Regions from separate parts of the Sus scrofa genome. Here regions 2 and 3 are each linked to region 1. The links are chromatin contacts, called in public Hi-C and HiChIP or PLAC-seq maps. All regions are on one chromosome and are shown on one strand. The core of a region is the stretch at or near the end of the contact, and the rest is flanking DNA. Distances in the headings are between cores, read along the strand shown.

The links. A called contact is a pair of places that touch in the nucleus more often than the background predicts. HiChIP or PLAC-seq counts read pairs in DNA pulled down with a chosen protein or histone mark.
Region 2: an H3K27ac HiChIP or PLAC-seq map of skeletal muscle shows a contact between it and region 1. The contact joins the promoter of RPUSD4 here to the enhancer-like site in region 1. A contact is called at or near these places in 3 of 5 promoter capture datasets (fetal liver, fetal skeletal muscle and liver), 31 of 47 Hi-C or Micro-C datasets (adipose tissue, alveolar macrophages, blood and 16 more) and 1 of 2 datasets of contacts at active chromatin or transcription factors (skeletal muscle).
Region 3: a contact with region 1 is called in a Hi-C map of subcutaneous adipose tissue, with 1.6 times the contacts expected there. The contact joins two enhancer-like sites. A contact is called at or near these places in 3 of 47 Hi-C or Micro-C datasets (heart right ventricle, omental adipose tissue and subcutaneous adipose tissue) and 1 of 2 datasets of contacts at active chromatin or transcription factors (skeletal muscle).

What each region holds. Positions count from the first base shown.
Region 1 is chr9:53,056,659-53,061,653 of Sscrofa11.1, reverse strand. No RefSeq gene overlaps it. Among named protein-coding and RNA genes, the nearest start is that of DDX25, 30 kb to the right of the region's middle. Within about 2 kb of position 1,888, at least 15 of the 83 cell types and tissues checked have an H3K27ac peak or open chromatin away from gene starts, as enhancers often do. A contact at or near this core is called in adipose tissue, embryonic fibroblasts, fetal skeletal muscle and 2 more, where this site is marked.
Region 2 is chr9:53,306,487-53,311,481 of Sscrofa11.1, reverse strand. It overlaps RPUSD4 (RNA pseudouridylate synthase domain containing 4), which reads left to right and starts at 2,290. Exons shown (of 7, transcript NM_001244957.1): 1 at 2,290-2,545; 2 at 2,902-3,067; 3 at 4,518-4,719. The coding sequence starts at 2,360. It overlaps FAM118B (protein FAM118B), which reads right to left and starts at 2,284. Exons shown (of 8, transcript XM_005667489.3): 1 at 2,164-2,284.
Region 3 is chr9:53,228,153-53,233,147 of Sscrofa11.1, reverse strand. No RefSeq gene overlaps it. Among named protein-coding and RNA genes, the nearest start is that of CDON, 52 kb to the right of the region's middle. Within about 2 kb of position 2,352, at least 25 of the 83 cell types and tissues checked have an H3K27ac peak or open chromatin away from gene starts, as enhancers often do. A contact at or near this core is called in omental adipose tissue and skeletal muscle, where this site is marked.

The DNA of each region.
Region 1 (4,995 bases), core at 639-3,138:
AGCAGCCCTTCCTGGGCCCCTGTTTCCTGATGGGTTAACTCATGCTTCCCAAGGCTGCTGTAAGGTTGGCTGTGTGGTGAGGTGGGAGAGGACTGTACACAGGTGGGGGTGTGGAAACAGAGCAGACCTTAGAGTCCTACCAGCCTTCAGATCCTGGCTTTGTCACCCACCAGGCAGGTGAGAGCAAATAAGGTACTTATGCACCCCAAGTCTGAGTTTTTCCCTATAAAAGGAGGATAATACAAAAGAACTTATTTATAAAACAGAAGCAAACACAGATTTCAAAACCAATCTTGGGAGTTCCCATTGTGTCTCAGCAGTAATGAATCCAACTAGTATCCATGAGGATTCAGGTTCGATCCCTGGCCCTGCTCAGTGGGTTAAGGATCCAGCATTGTGGTGAGCTGTGGTGTAAGCCAGCAGCTGCAGCTCTGTTCAACCCCTAGCCTGGGAACCTCCATATGCAGCCAGTGCAGCCCTAAAAATCAAAGCAGAACAAAAAAACCAATCTTATGGTTACCATAGGGGAAACTGTGGGGGTTAGGGAGGAATTGGGAGGATGGGAATAACACATACACACTACTGTATAAAATAGATGACTAACCAGAACCTATTGTATAGCACAGGGAAATCTACTCAATATTTTGTAATATCCTATATGGGAAAAAAAGAATGGATATGTTTAGTATAACTGATTCACTTTGCTGTATATCTGAGACTAATACAACATTGTAAGTCAACTATACTCCAATAAATTTTTTAAAAAGGAGGCTAATAGTGAAAAATTGTTGTTAAGTTTATGTGTGATTATAGTTGTGTATTTATGTCAGACAATATTTCTATTTGTTTTTCAATGACTACTAAAATATTCAGGGAAGGGAGGTAATGGTATCTTTTTTTTTTTATTTTCATTTTTTATTTTAGGGCTGCACCCGAGGCATATGGAGGTTCCCAGGCTAGGGGTCCAATTTGAGCTGCAGCTGCAAGCCTGTGCCACAGCCAGAGCAACGCCAGATCCAAGCCATATCTGAGACCTACACCACAGCTCATGGCAATGCTGGATCCTTAACCTGCTGAATGAGGCCAGAGATCGAACCTACGTCTTCATAGATGCTAGTCAGATTCATTTCTGTTGCTCCATGACAGGAACTCCTCTTTTCTTTAAAATACCTCTATGAGAATAAAATCAATGAAGCAGCTTAGCCTGGTCTTTAGTTCCACATTGCCTCAGGGGTTTTTACTGGGCAGATGCAAAACATGCTTGACACTGAAGTTAGCATCTCCCTATGTTCATAGAAGCCTAAACTCACTGAAAAGTCATGTTAGGTGTTTTCAATGGACATGGTGAGCAGGAGAAAGGAAAGAGCATTTGGAAGCAGTTATAGTGGACTGGAAGAGATGTTGCAGAATTGGGGACAGGTCAGAGGTCCCTGGGTCACCAGCAGCCATGAGGGACCCCAGATTCACAGCTTCTCCCTGGTTTGAGTACATCATAAGCCTCCTAGATTCTGGTGGGAGTCTTGGCAGGGCAGGGGCTCCAGTGTGGAGTCCATTTCATTTGATTTTAATGAAATAAAGGAACAGATACTCTTACATGAGTAAGTTTGTGGATTCACGCTCACTTCACTGCTATTATTATCATCATTAGTGTTGCTGATGTTGCTGTTGCTATTATGAAATAGCCTAGAGCCTGGGCCAGGACACCAGGTTTGAGTGTGTGATGAATGCTGCTCCACTGAGAGGGAAGCTTGGGCAAAGTGCCTCCCCACAGAGGTTCCAGGCACTTCCCTGCTCCAGCTGGCAATGGGGCTTCTCCCATGCCTGGAGTGACAGTGTTCGGACACTTTTCTGTGACTGAGAGCCTGGTTGGAGAGCTCAGCCTTTGCTGGACCCAATGGGTGTGTGTCTGGACAGGGCTGAGGGGGAGCCAGGCCAGGCACGGAGATCTGTGGAGGAAGCCAGGGCTCAGGGAAAACTCTTGTCTCTCCATCTTCAGGCCCGGTCTGCTCCCTCCTTTCCCCTCCCCATCCCCTGCCCCCAACCTGGCTTGTTTCTCCGAGTTCCCTGGCTGAGGAGCAGGAAGGAGGAGGGAGTTTCCAGAATGTCCCTGTAGAGCTCCAGGGGGAGGCTTGGCAACTGGAAATTGTCAGCCGTCTCCTTGGTAACCGGCAGCCAAATAATTCTGGGAATGGAGGAGGGAGGGGAGGTCTCTGCAGGGCGGCCAAGAGAAGAAGGCCCTCAGCTCCAGAGAACTTCAGTTCTTCATTACCTATGTCAGTCGGGGGCCAGTTGGGAGGGAGTGAATCGAAAAGAGAATTTAATGTAAGGAATTGGTAACCAGGTATAAAGCTATTAGGTAACAGAAGGTTAACAAGAGAGGCTTGGGTATCCTAGTGGTGGTGACTGCAGGAGCAGCTACACTCCCAGCACTGGGAAAACAAAGGAGAAGGCTGGAATCCTGAACCTTAGACATTTCAAAGAGGGGGACCCAGGGCCTGGGACCCAAACCCTGAGGAGGAGGCTCCAAGCAAGTCCCCCTGGGCTGGTGCCCAGACTTCTGAGGAAGGGGCACCTGCCAGCTGGTTCTGGGGTCCCTGGGGCATGGGGAGGGGTAGGGGGTGATGAAACTGCACGTCTTGGAAAAACTGCCAACTGGATTCAGCTGCTTCAGGGAGGGCCTGCTGCTGCTTCAGGGTGGGCCTGCTGCTGCTGAGGCAACACTTATGGGGACGCACAGGCTCAAGCAGGAAGGCAATGCCCACCCTTCCTCTTCTTGCCCACAGCCTTCTTCTACAGGCTCCTACTGGGAAATCTGAGAGGGAGCAGCCGGCAAAGCAGAAATGGGGGTTCATAGGGCCTAAAGCCCGCACCACAAAGCCAGGGACAGATGGTGGGTCTGGAGCTGAGAAGCGAGACCCTTAAAATATTAGCCTCTGCTGAAAGGGCACAGGGCAGGCCTTCCCCGGACTTAGTCTGGCTTGTCTTGAAGAGCTACTGACATTCACAGGTTCTGCAAGCTGCAAGGAATTTGTATAATGGTAATGATGAAAACAACATCAGTGAAGAAATATTTAGGTAGAAGTGGCCTTAGGAAAACTCACTATAAATCACTGTGATCAAATCATACATTAAGGGTAAAGGACAAGATAAATAGATCTATGGGACAGAAATAGAAACCAGCCCAGAAATATATCCCAGGGCATATGGATTACAGTATATGACAAAGGTGGCATTTCAAACCAGTGGGGAAAAGGATAGTTTATTTAATAAATTGTATAGACACAACCGGCTGTCTGTCTGACAAAAACAAAACAAGGTTAAGCTCTCTACTTCACAAGTTATTAAAACTAAGTTTCAAATAGATGGAAGATTTAAATGTATTTAAATTTAAACATTGAAAACAATTTAAATATTGGTTTTTATATTTAAACAATTTCATGAGGAAATATTTAAAACAATTTTAAACAATATTTAAAACAATTTAAATATTTAAAACAATTTAATGAAGAAAAAATTAGGAGAATATTTATACAATCTAGGGTTTGAAGAGATTTTTCTAAACAAAGCAGAAAAATCCAGAAGCTATAGAGGAAAATTTTACATGTTTAAACTGTAGAAGGATTAAAGATAACATACACAAAGTCAAAAGACAAATTATAGACTGGAGGAAATATTTCAGTTTACCCCCAATAAAGAGTTAACATCTGGAATATGCAGAGAGTTCCGACACACAATAAGAAAGAGAAATAACTAGTCAAAAATGGACCAGACATATGAATAGGTGACTCATGGAAGAGAAAATCCAAATGGTCAGTACATTTATGGAAAGATGCCCAGCCTCACTAATAGTCAAGGTAATGCAAATTTTAAAAGTGTGGCACTGCTTTTCATTTATCAGAATAGCAAAACTTGAAAAGAATGATGAAAGCTAGAGCTGGAGAAGTTGTGGGAGAGACAACACTCCATCACAGCTGGCAGGTATGTGAACTACCACGGATTTTTTGAAAGAGGCGTCTGGTAACATATATGAAAACTGGAAATATGCATCTCTTTGACCCAATCATGTCATTTTTGGCAATTTATACTACGGGGGGGAAAAGAAAACCCAGCAAACTCCGGTATGGAAGGATATGCATACAAAAAATTCTCTATGGCATTTTTGTGTGGCGGGAAAAAATACTAGTAATGGTTGAATGATATACATAAATCCATATACCATGATGTTATCGTTATGCAATTACTCAAAAGAATAAATTACAAGAGACAAATGCTGTATGATTTCACTTTAGATACCTCTAAAAGAGTCAAACTCATAGAAACAGAAAGAGTAGTGGTTGTCCCTGACTGGGGTAGAATGGCAGATAGGGATGTTTAATGGCTACAGAGTTTCGGTTCTGCAAGATGAAAACTTTACTGAAGATGCATACACAACAATGTGAATGTACTTACCACTGCTGAACTGTACACTTAAAAATGGTTAGGATGGTAAATTTCATGTATATTCTACCATAATTTAAGAAAAAGAATAAATTAGAAGGATTTTCATGCCGTTAAGTGAGAAAAGAAACTTGCAGAGAAATGTGTGTGGTATTTGTGAAATAAATGACGATAAATGTATATAAATATCTGTTGGGTAGTCCAGATTTTCTTGGCCGTGACCTGTGTCCTCTGATTCCAGAGCGGGCGGCACCCTCCTCAAAGTCCAGAATTCCAGGCTGGCGTTGCACGAAGCTCACGAGCTCTATCAGCCTCCAGGCAGCAAAGCACCCTAGACTTTTGCCCTAGTGCTCCCCCATCTCAACCCTCCTCCCCAAAACACCAGGCCCCCACAGGCTTGGCACCACCAGCCAAAGCCCACAGCTGTTTCCAATATTCTGCACAAACTTTATTGAAATGAGAAGCCCCGTTTATCATCCCTTAGGCCCCAGCTCTTCCTGATTAGGTACATATGACCTGACCTGTCAGCAGGGCCTGAGCCAGCAATCAAAAGGGAGA
Region 2 (4,995 bases), core at 1,041-3,540, 250 kb before region 1:
ACTTGATTTCCAATCAACAACTGCCTAGACTCATAGGATAAACATTAAGGAAACAGAAACTTCTGCATCTATATTGGCTAAAGCTGTACTGTGATACTATGCAAACAAAAACTTTGAATTCACCAAATTTCTCTTACAAAGTTTCAACATGGAAAACCTAAAACTTCCTTCAGAAGAAAAGTGACCAGTGTTTTTATTCCTAGGCACTATAGTATATGCCCCAGGTTAACTTGAAACCCAAGAACACAGCTCTGTGTCACCAGCAATGACATCTGAGTTGGCTCTTCATTTTATTTCCTGCCACCGAAGGCCAATTCTACAGGAACAGGAATCACTTCATGAACACCATTAAGGACAGGTTAAGGTAGAAATAGGTTCTCCCAGCCTCCACACAAACCCATTAAAGTTATCATGTCCAAGTTTGTAATTTACATTAATTCAAGTCCTCATGTCCAAGTTTCAGAGTCTTTGGAAAGGAGGCTTCATGTACCTACATAACATGTGATGGGCAACTGTTAAGTTAAAGTCTGGGGCATATTAGTAAAAGGTAGTAATTCTCGACTTCTATAAATCCATCTTTCCTGAGAATCTGCTGTTGGAAAAACAGTTGGAGAGAGGAACGTTTCCCAATTCCCTTTGGAATTCCTCACATTTATACCCTAATCACATCTCTTACTACAGAAACATACACAGGTCTTCTCCCCCATCCCCTTTGTAAACACATGTAGTCCTACCTCCATTCTTCGGGTCAAAAATGGACAAAAATTAGACAATTCAAAATGTTCAGATACAACTAATGCATGCCTACGATGCACTTTAGCCAGCTAAGGAAGATTTGTGAGTTTACTCTGTACCAGATGTGGGGATGAAAAAATGAGTAAGTCCTTAAGGGACTCACAGTTCAACTGCAGCTGCCAATGGTACATCTTGATCTATTCAACTCAAATTCAATCTCAAAGAATAGTACAGTGTAGGGAAAAAGACCACTGAAGGAAGCAAAGCCTTACTACCGACAGCCTAGACTGCAGCATCCTAGCTGATTGCCCTGCTATCAAATTCCTCACATTTTCAATCTGAAAATTCCTCTTTCAAGGAGTCTCTCTCCTACTCCAGAAGCTTCAAAGACTCCTCCCTACTTAATCACTTCTAGTTCAAATTCTTCCTCAAGTTGGCTGGCTCCACTTATCTGTCCAACTTTGTTTCATGCTCAATATGGCTCCCTTCAGCCAAACCCTATTATAGGAGTAGGAGGTAAAACTAATTCCATGACCTCCTCTAACTTCTCAGGCAGCCTTCTTTCTAAGGAGTCAAAAACTGTTTCCTCTATCGTCAGCACAGATCCATTAATTTTTTGACATCCCTTCTGCGCTCGGCGTCAGCTTTCTTCTTAACAAATGGCAGGTATGTCCCAAGGTGTTTTTAACATTACCATCCCAACCAGATGGTTCCTTTTCCCTGCCACCCCTTAATGAAGTCAGACGGTCTTGACTTAGTGAAGTCGCTAGCAGTTTGGGCATGGGACTCCAAACACTGCACCTTGTAAGAGGAGAGAGGGTCTGGAGCGGTTGCAAACCACGGAGGGGAAAAATGAAGGAAGCAGAAAAGAGAAGAGAAGGTTCGTGCTCTGTACTTTGTCTTCCCTTGGGAAGGAGTAGGAAGAGGGTGGGGGTGAGAAGACGCAATCCAAGAAATGAATTCTTCAAGAAGGCAGGAGAAATTCAGGGTGCTCCCTAGGAAGGAAACATGGGACCTGGATAACGGAAGGGCTCCCCATCACCCTTGGAGAGGACTAGTTACAACGCGAAACAAAGAGGTTGGGAGTCAGGAGGTGAGGGGTGGAAAGGCTTCAGATCCCGCGTCTCCGAAGGTCGAGCGGAAAGCAACGGGGACCCGACGTCCGGGGACTGGCCGAACAGCTGGGACCTGGTTGCCAGGAGGGTCAAGGTGGGCGCCCAAGACTGCTCTGGAGCGAGCGTTTATGGGGCATCGTTTCTGCAGGGCGCGGGGGCGGGGAGGTGGTTTTCAGTGGGCTCGTCTCCCAAAGGGAGAAACGGTTTCCCAACACAGGCACCTCCGAGAAGGTAAGCTCTTGGGACGTAGAAACGTCAAGGCGTTAAAGTACCGGTAGTTACAAACCCCAGCTCGGCTTCCCCACACACTCACCGCGTCTCCTCCAAACGCCACCGCTCCAGCTGCAGCTACCGGCCGGCGCAGCCGCACTTAGCGCGTACCGCCCCCACGTGACTCGGCCAGAATCCCGCCCCCGCCCGCCCCACGTGACCTTAAGACACACCCACTCCCGCCTCGCTCTGGTCCCTCTTCTGCCCTGGGTTTTAGCTGGCCCTCCCTTCTCGGCAAGATGGCGGTGCCCAGTTGCTGTGTGCCAGGTTTCTGGGTCCGGAGTTCCGGACAGTGTCTGGGGAGTCTCTTCACTTTCGTCTCAAAGCGACTTTGCTCCGCTGCTGCCGCCTCTAGGCCCATGGATGCCCAGCAACTGGCAGAGAGGCTCCGAGCCCAGAAAGAGAAACAAAAGGCGAAGGGGCCGGTGAGTCCAGAAGGATCACGACTCCCAAGAGGCAGTGCGCTCACTGGTTTCCCAGGCCGGGAGGGAGGTCTTCGGACAGGTCTCACGTAAAAGTCGAGGACAGTGGTGGACGAATGGGAAGAAAGCGAAGGGGAGAAGGCAGTAGTGTACTGTAGCTTCTTGTGCATTGGATCATTGGTTCCTGCGGACTTCGGCCCGAAGCTCTTCATGGGTACAAGGAAGACACCCCTGCTTTCAGATTACTCGGGGAAAGCACGAGACTAAGGCACAAGTATAGGCATTCCCTTCCCAAATTCTTATACTTATTGAAGGTCCTTCCCACCAGGCGTTTCCCGTCGCTCCTTCTCTCCCTGTAGGTGCCCACGAACCCTGTTCAGCGGAGAGTACGAGAACTAGTGCGGTTCACAGAGCAGCTGCAGCGAGTCCACCCCAATGTGCTTGCTAAGGCGCTGAGCCGAGGAATTGTCCACCAGGACAAGGACCTGCTGGTCATCAATAAGCCTTATGGTCTCCCTGTGCATGGTAAGGAGCACGTGGGAAAGGAAGGGGGGGCCCTGCTGCTGATTTCTGCTCTAAGTAGGGGCAACTCTACTGATTTTACTTCCGGGGCTCTCTGAAGTCTCTCTTTCAAAATAATCAAATTTTTGCGGGGTACTGTCTATGTAAGGCACTACCCAGGACACAGAGATAAATAAGACAGTCCCCACCTTCCAGACTTCTGGCAATTAGCAGTGATTTATAGAATTTGCTGTCTGCAGACCTCCAGTGGGGATTGCTATAGAAAAAGTACAAAGGCTGTGTGGTTCTTGCCTTCAAGTTAGTTTCCATCAAAACTGGGAAAGAGGACATAATTTGTGTGTTGATGTATACCTAACAAAACCCCAGGGTGTCTAGAACTTAATGGACACGTAATGATTTTGAATAAAGGTTCTGTGTAGTTGTTAGAGACAGCTGGAGTGAGTCAGGAAAGACTGATATAGAAAAATGCCAAAAACATGTTTTCCCCTAGCAAAATCCTTTTCACAAGTGCAATTTTTTTTTTTTAAATCCATCTTTCCTGACTCACTCCAGGCTAGAAGAACAAATGCTCAGGGGGCGGTATGGAGAAGGTTGTACATGAAGATAAGGAATTAAATCAAATATTGCCAAGTACTTTGTGTGTTTTTTTTTTCCCCCCTCTCTTGACCCTCAGAATAGCTTCTTGCCTTTCCATTTCCCATGAGATAGCTGTTTTTTATTCTAATTTTTTTTAGCCACATATGCAGTATGTAGAAGTTCCTGGGTCAGGAATCAAACCCATACCTCAGTGGTAACTAGAACCACACAGCAGTGACAACGCATGCCTCCCTGCCAGGCACCAGGGAACTCTGTGAAATAATTAGATACTTATATTTTATAGATGAGAAAATTCAAAGTTGGAAAGATTAAGTAATCTGTCCAAGGTCAATGGCTAGTTAGGAGGGAACACAGAATGAACCCAAGAATATCTCCCCTCAAAGCCCATTCTCTTAGCTCTTCTGTAATGCCTCAGAAAGGCCTCATGGTCTTGCATTTCTCACTAGAGTTTACTTGGCAAATTTCAAGCCTTTATTTGTGTAGTGAAATATCAGACCTCCTCATTTTTGGTTGCTAATTTTCTTCTGAGTACATAAGTAGATTAAATATATATATATATGTCTGAAGAGAAAGCCACATGCTCTGGGACAGTGTTTCTTAAAATTTAATGTGCACATGAATCACTTGGGTGTTTTATTAAAATGCTGATTTTGATTTATTACTCTGGTTTGGGGGCCTGAGATTCCTTTCTAGCAAGTTCCCTGGGCATACTGACATGTTGTTAGACCCTGGAGCAAAACCTTAGTAATAAGGTTCTAGAAATCATCATTAATCCAAAAAGGGCTATTTTCCCAAGTAGAAGTCTTTGGTGGGCTCTTTTCCTGGCCACTCACATCTCTGGCTTTTTCCTTCTTAGGTGGCCCTGGGGTCCAGCTCTGCATCAGTGATGTATTACCCATCCTGGCAAAGATTCTTCATGGCCACAAGGCAGAGCCCCTGCATCTCTGCCATCGTCTAGACAAGGAAACTACAGGCGTAATGGTGTTGGCTTGGGAAAAAGAAGTGGCACATCAAGTCCAAGAGTTGTTTAGAACCCGTCAGGTGGCAAAGAAGTACTGGTATGAAGCCCACGGATAGCGGTTGAGGTGGTGTAAATGAAGGCATGCCTTTCACCTATCCATCCCTTCACATAGCAGGCACTCCTAGTAATAGAAGGCAGTGTGCTAGGACCTGTGGGCATATGAACAGATTTAGTGCTTAGAATATTAGAGTCTAGTAGCATAGTGACTCCTTATTAATCATGCTGGTAATACATGATTTCATTCTTGTGGCACAATGTCAAACAACAAAGCTAAGGCCAAAGACTTCTGGAGAATCTGCTCATTCTATTCTGG
Region 3 (4,995 bases), core at 1,103-3,602, 170 kb before region 1:
TGATTTATTCTAAGTCTCCTTATCCTGAGTTCAGACACTGTTGTCTGCTCGCACTGACAGCAGCTCAGGGACCAGACTGCTGGAGGAGATAGAAGGGAGGGAACTCTTAGAAAGGCCCATGAGTGCTGATCAGGGATGCGCTGAGAGAGGATGGGTGGGTCTACACCCGGTAGTCCTTGTGCCCCACACCTGCAGTGGGAGAGCTCACACTTGAACCCTGAAGCCCCAGGTCCACACTCTGTGCTTCCTTCTCCATTGCTGTTTGTCATGTGGGCAAAGTTACAATGAAAGTACAAGTGACATGCTCCTGAGTAACAGGACTAATATTTCAAATCCAGCCTCAATTGCTATGTTACTGATCACTTGTACCTGACTATAGCACTTATACTAACAATATGCAATCACCAATGAATAAAACTTGGACTTTAGAAATATGCTGGGGTCAGGTTGATCTGCACAGGGAAACTTTAAATCCTAATACCTCCGGAGTTCCCATTGTGGCTCGGCAGGTTAAAAACCTGACTAATGTCCATGAGGACGTGGAGGACGTGGGTTCAATCCCCGGCCTTGCTCAGTGGGTTAAAGGATCTGGCATTGCCTCGAGCTGCAGTGTAGGTTGCACACATGGCTTAGATCTGGCGTTGCTGTGGCTGTGGTGTAGGCTGGCAGCTGCAGCTCCTAATCAACCTCTAGCCTAGGAACTTCCATAAGCTGCAAATGTGGCCCTATAAAGAAAAGAAGATGCTAATGCCTCAATTTTGTAGGTTATTTTCACACATATCATCTTATTTCAACTCAGTTATTTATTTATTTTTTCATACAATAAAGGGAAATAGAGCTGGGATGGAAAACCTTACCATGGTCATCCATTGCTGTGGATGGCAGCAGAGCTAGTGCTAGAGACAATACATGGCATTCAATTCATCTTTACAGCAACCACCTAAGGCGACAATTTTATTTTGTTTTATTTTAGTTTGTTGGCCTTGCCTGCGGCATGTGAAAGTTCCAAGGCCAGGGATCAAACCCATACCACAGCAATAACCTAAACCATAGCCGTGACAACGCTGGATTCTATAACTTCACGGTCACCAGGGAACTCCTAAGTGACAATTGTAGACACAGAACAATTTGGGTAACTTGCACCCTGGCCCATAGCTAATAACAAAAAGGCCTGGTGCTGCTCTGCCCCCACCATGCCTGGTCTCCACTGTGGGCCCCTCCCCATGTTCTGCCCTGAGCTTTGGTTTAAACACCACTACCTACCCGCCTCCCTCTCAGCTGTCTTGATTTTCTTAGGTATTAAACATATCTTCCTGTTGTTCACCTCCAGTTCCTTTGGCCTAAGATGACTTTGCTTTGACTGTTCCCCAGTTGGAGCTCAAGCGCTAGGTAACTGCCATTCCCATCTGACTTACTGATAAGGAGGTGGCTGGCACTCAGCTGTGAGCTGGTTGTCACAGGAAGCCACCCTTCCCAAGGAAAAGACAAGACAGCTCCTAGGAAGGGAAGGCCACTGTGGCCACTGTGACCATGTGGTGGGAGCACTCTTCCTTCACCTTCCCTAGGCCTCATGGAGAAGGTCATTTACTATCTAATTGTCATTTCTTGAGGTTTTGCCATCTTGTGCTTGTCTCCTGACCACAAAGTGCCACAGTGAAAATGATCCAAATGACTGGCAGGAGAAAGGCCTTTTTTGAGGGAGGGGAAAGAGTTGCCTCTGGGAGACCCATTCTTTCTTTTTTCTTTTTCTTTTTCTTTTTTTTTTTTTTGCTTTTTAGGGCCGTACCCGTGGCATATGGAGGTTCCCAGTCTAGGGATCTAATCGGAGCTACAGCTGCAAGCCTGCACCACAGCCATAGCAACACAGGATCCATGCAGTGTCTTCGACCTACACCACAGCTCACGGCAACACCGGATCCTTAACCCACTGGGCGAGACCAGTGATCAAACCCACAACCTTATGGTTCCTAGTTGGATTCTTTTCCATGGTGCCTCAAGGGGAACTCCTGGGAGATGCATTCTTAAGCACTTGGGCAAGTCTTCTCTCCCCGGGCTTCCGCTGGCTGATCTCATTACTACATCATCCTGAAGGTCCCCTCACATTCCACTGGCCCTCAGGGTTGACTTCAGTGCTTCTTAGAAGAGACTCTGCCTCCAGACTGGGTCTCCAAGCATAAGGGTCCCAGATCGTCCTATTACCCTGGCGGAAGGTGGCAGTCTCAGCCACAACCCTGATGGTAGCCTCTCTGCTAAGACTGGGTCCCGATGGGGGCTCAGTGGACGGCAGGGAGCACAGGCGTGTGTAAGCCTGCAGAGTACGAGTGTTTATTTATTCTAGGAGCCGTTGCTAAGTCGGGGGTGTTTGCCAGCAGAGAGCTGCCTGAGTGCCGTGTTTGTTTACTTAGCAGAGTGCAGGGAAGGACAAGGCGAGAGGCAAGTGCAGCCTCCTAGAATTAGAGCTGGTCTTGGGGGCCCCTGCATGGTTCCAGGCCTTCTGGCTCTGGAGCGCCGCCTTCAGGGCCATGGGCTCTAGTGCGTCTGCCTTCCTCAAGGGCTGCCGTAGTCCTAACCTTCCATCTAAGCAGAAGAGAATTGCTTATCTCCCTCTTGCCTTCGTGCTCGGGGGTGGCAGCAGGGCCCTAAGAGACGGTGGAGGAGAACCAGAGGGACAGGGTATAATGACAGAACGACTGGTTCTACGCCAGGCTCTGCTGACCATAATCCTTGGCCTTTGGCAAGTCACCTCACTGGGCCTCACCTTGTCCCTCATCTATCGAAGGAGGGTGACTCCAGGGTTTCCTGGCAGCTCATGTCATTTCTTTCAAGACTTGGAGACACACACCAGCTGCTTCCCATTCGATGGGACCTGTAAGAGGATCCCGCTCCTCTGGTCTCCTCGCACTCCCATCCCTGTCCGTGAGCACCCCCACCTGTTAGTTCAGATTGGCCTCTGCCACAGGCAACACGTTTCCCCAAAGACTGAGACCCATGGTCAGCACCTTGCCCCCTTCTGTCTTCCAGGTTATATATTGGTCATATGTTCTCTGACTTGGGGGGCGCGGGGACAAACCACGAGAGACACTCCTGACTCCCTGTTATCTATCAGCCTCAGGCCAGGCGGCCCGTTTCCCCAAAGCCAGAGCTGGCTGGAGTTCAGGGCTGGTACTTCCCGGCTGGGTGGCCCCAGGGACTCCCCAGAGGCATCTCCCTCCCTCCCGCCGCCCTGAGGACCTAGCAGTGCGTCTGCAAGTCTCTGAGGGAGCATGGCCCCCCAAACGCAGGCTGGCTGGCAGCCAGGGTTGGTGTTCTGGCTCCTGCACCAGCCAGAGGGGTGGCAGGAAGGCCCTGTTAATCCCCTGGGAGAAAGCTCGTTGGCAAACAGAGCAGAGTGAGTGTCTGCCCTCTGCACCCCCTCCCCGGGGGGGGGCATGGACTCCACACACGCCAGAGTCTTTTGGGCTGGGCTTCATGCCTCAGTGTTCTGCTCACAGCCCCAGGGGGACGTGGGCTGGGATACCAACTGGGCCTGTCGGGTAGGAAAGGAAGACTGAGCTCTTCCTTTTCAGGTTAAGGCTCTTGTGTAATCTACAGCTTTTACCCCTGCTCCCCTCAAAAACCCAGAGGAATTATGAAGAAAAGAGTAGGTGGGCACGTGTCCCCGAGGCGCCAGCATCCTCTGGCTCCCATCAGTCTGTGGGCTTTCCTGACAACGTTTGGAGACGAGACCAGTATTGTTAGGCTAGGGGCTACTAATTCCTTCTCCTCCTCCTCCTCCCCCCTCACCCCACCATCCACCTCTGCCCCAACACACACAGAGTCAGCCCTCTGCCACTGAGACTGCTTCTCCGGCTGGTGCCATATAGAAACAGATGAAGAACTGGAAAAATCGCCCCAGGGCCAAAGAGAATCCATGTGGAAAATGCAGAGGGGTGGGGGGAGAGTGAAACCAGACACTGAGGAGGCAGCCAGCTGGGGAGGTGGTGCTCGGGCCAGCAGACCTCCTGCCGTCCTCCCTTGGAACCAGGGGCTGGGTGGGGGGCCCAGGCTCAGGCCCAGCCTTGGTCTGTTCTTCTCCCTGCTTGCTCAGCTGGCATACCACCTGTGAGGGGCGGCTGGGTCCCTGCTCCTCTAGGGCCCTGGTCTCAGATCTGGGAAACAGGTTTCCTCACTGCAAGCCAACCGCTCCCCTTGCTTGGCTGTCACTTGGTGAGCCAGGCACCAAGGCCTGAGCTCTTTCTTGCTTTCCCCTGCCTGTCTCTGCCTCACTTCCACGACCCTTCCAGCATGGTACCCAAGTAAAGGCTTGGAGTTCAGAGGTGTGAATGGGATGGATTTCCATCTTCCCAACAGCAGAGAGGAAGCAAATCTGGCCCTTTTGAGTTTGAGAGAGCTCTACATTCCCAAGGGGACACCCACCTCTTTTGAACCTGGAGGGTCATTTAAGGGCCCTCCAGGCCCGACTCAGTGCTCTCAGTGCTCTCAGTGCAGGAGGAGGTGGCATGATTGTTGCTGATGAGGATCAGGGGTGAAGGTCAGGAGCTAGAAATCCCTTGGTCCCTCCGGGCCACAGCTTGGTTCTGGCATTCCCAAGGAAGATGTTTCAAACCAAGCAAGGTCCACTGTGTCCAGGTGGACCAACCCCAAGCCCATTTCTATCACGGATCACTTCCCAGAAACTTTCCAAGACGGGAAGTTACAACCGAAGCTGGTTGTTTAGATCGGAAAACCTGGATGTAATGTTGTTGGAGAAAGTCTCCTCGTGTGAACCTTTGCTCTCCTGGGCTGCCCACTCCTCTCTCCTGAGTCATGGCAATCAACAACTTGGACACAGGGCTTTCTGCTGTGCCAAGTGCTCCCACATGCCCTGTTCCTGCGAGATAAGTGATCATTTGCTCCACCCAACCAAGGCCAGGACTGAGGCCAGGGCAGCCGGCGGGCAATGGTGGTGGGGGGTGAGATTGTTCAAGCAAGAGGCGCAGGCAGGACCTGGCTTGA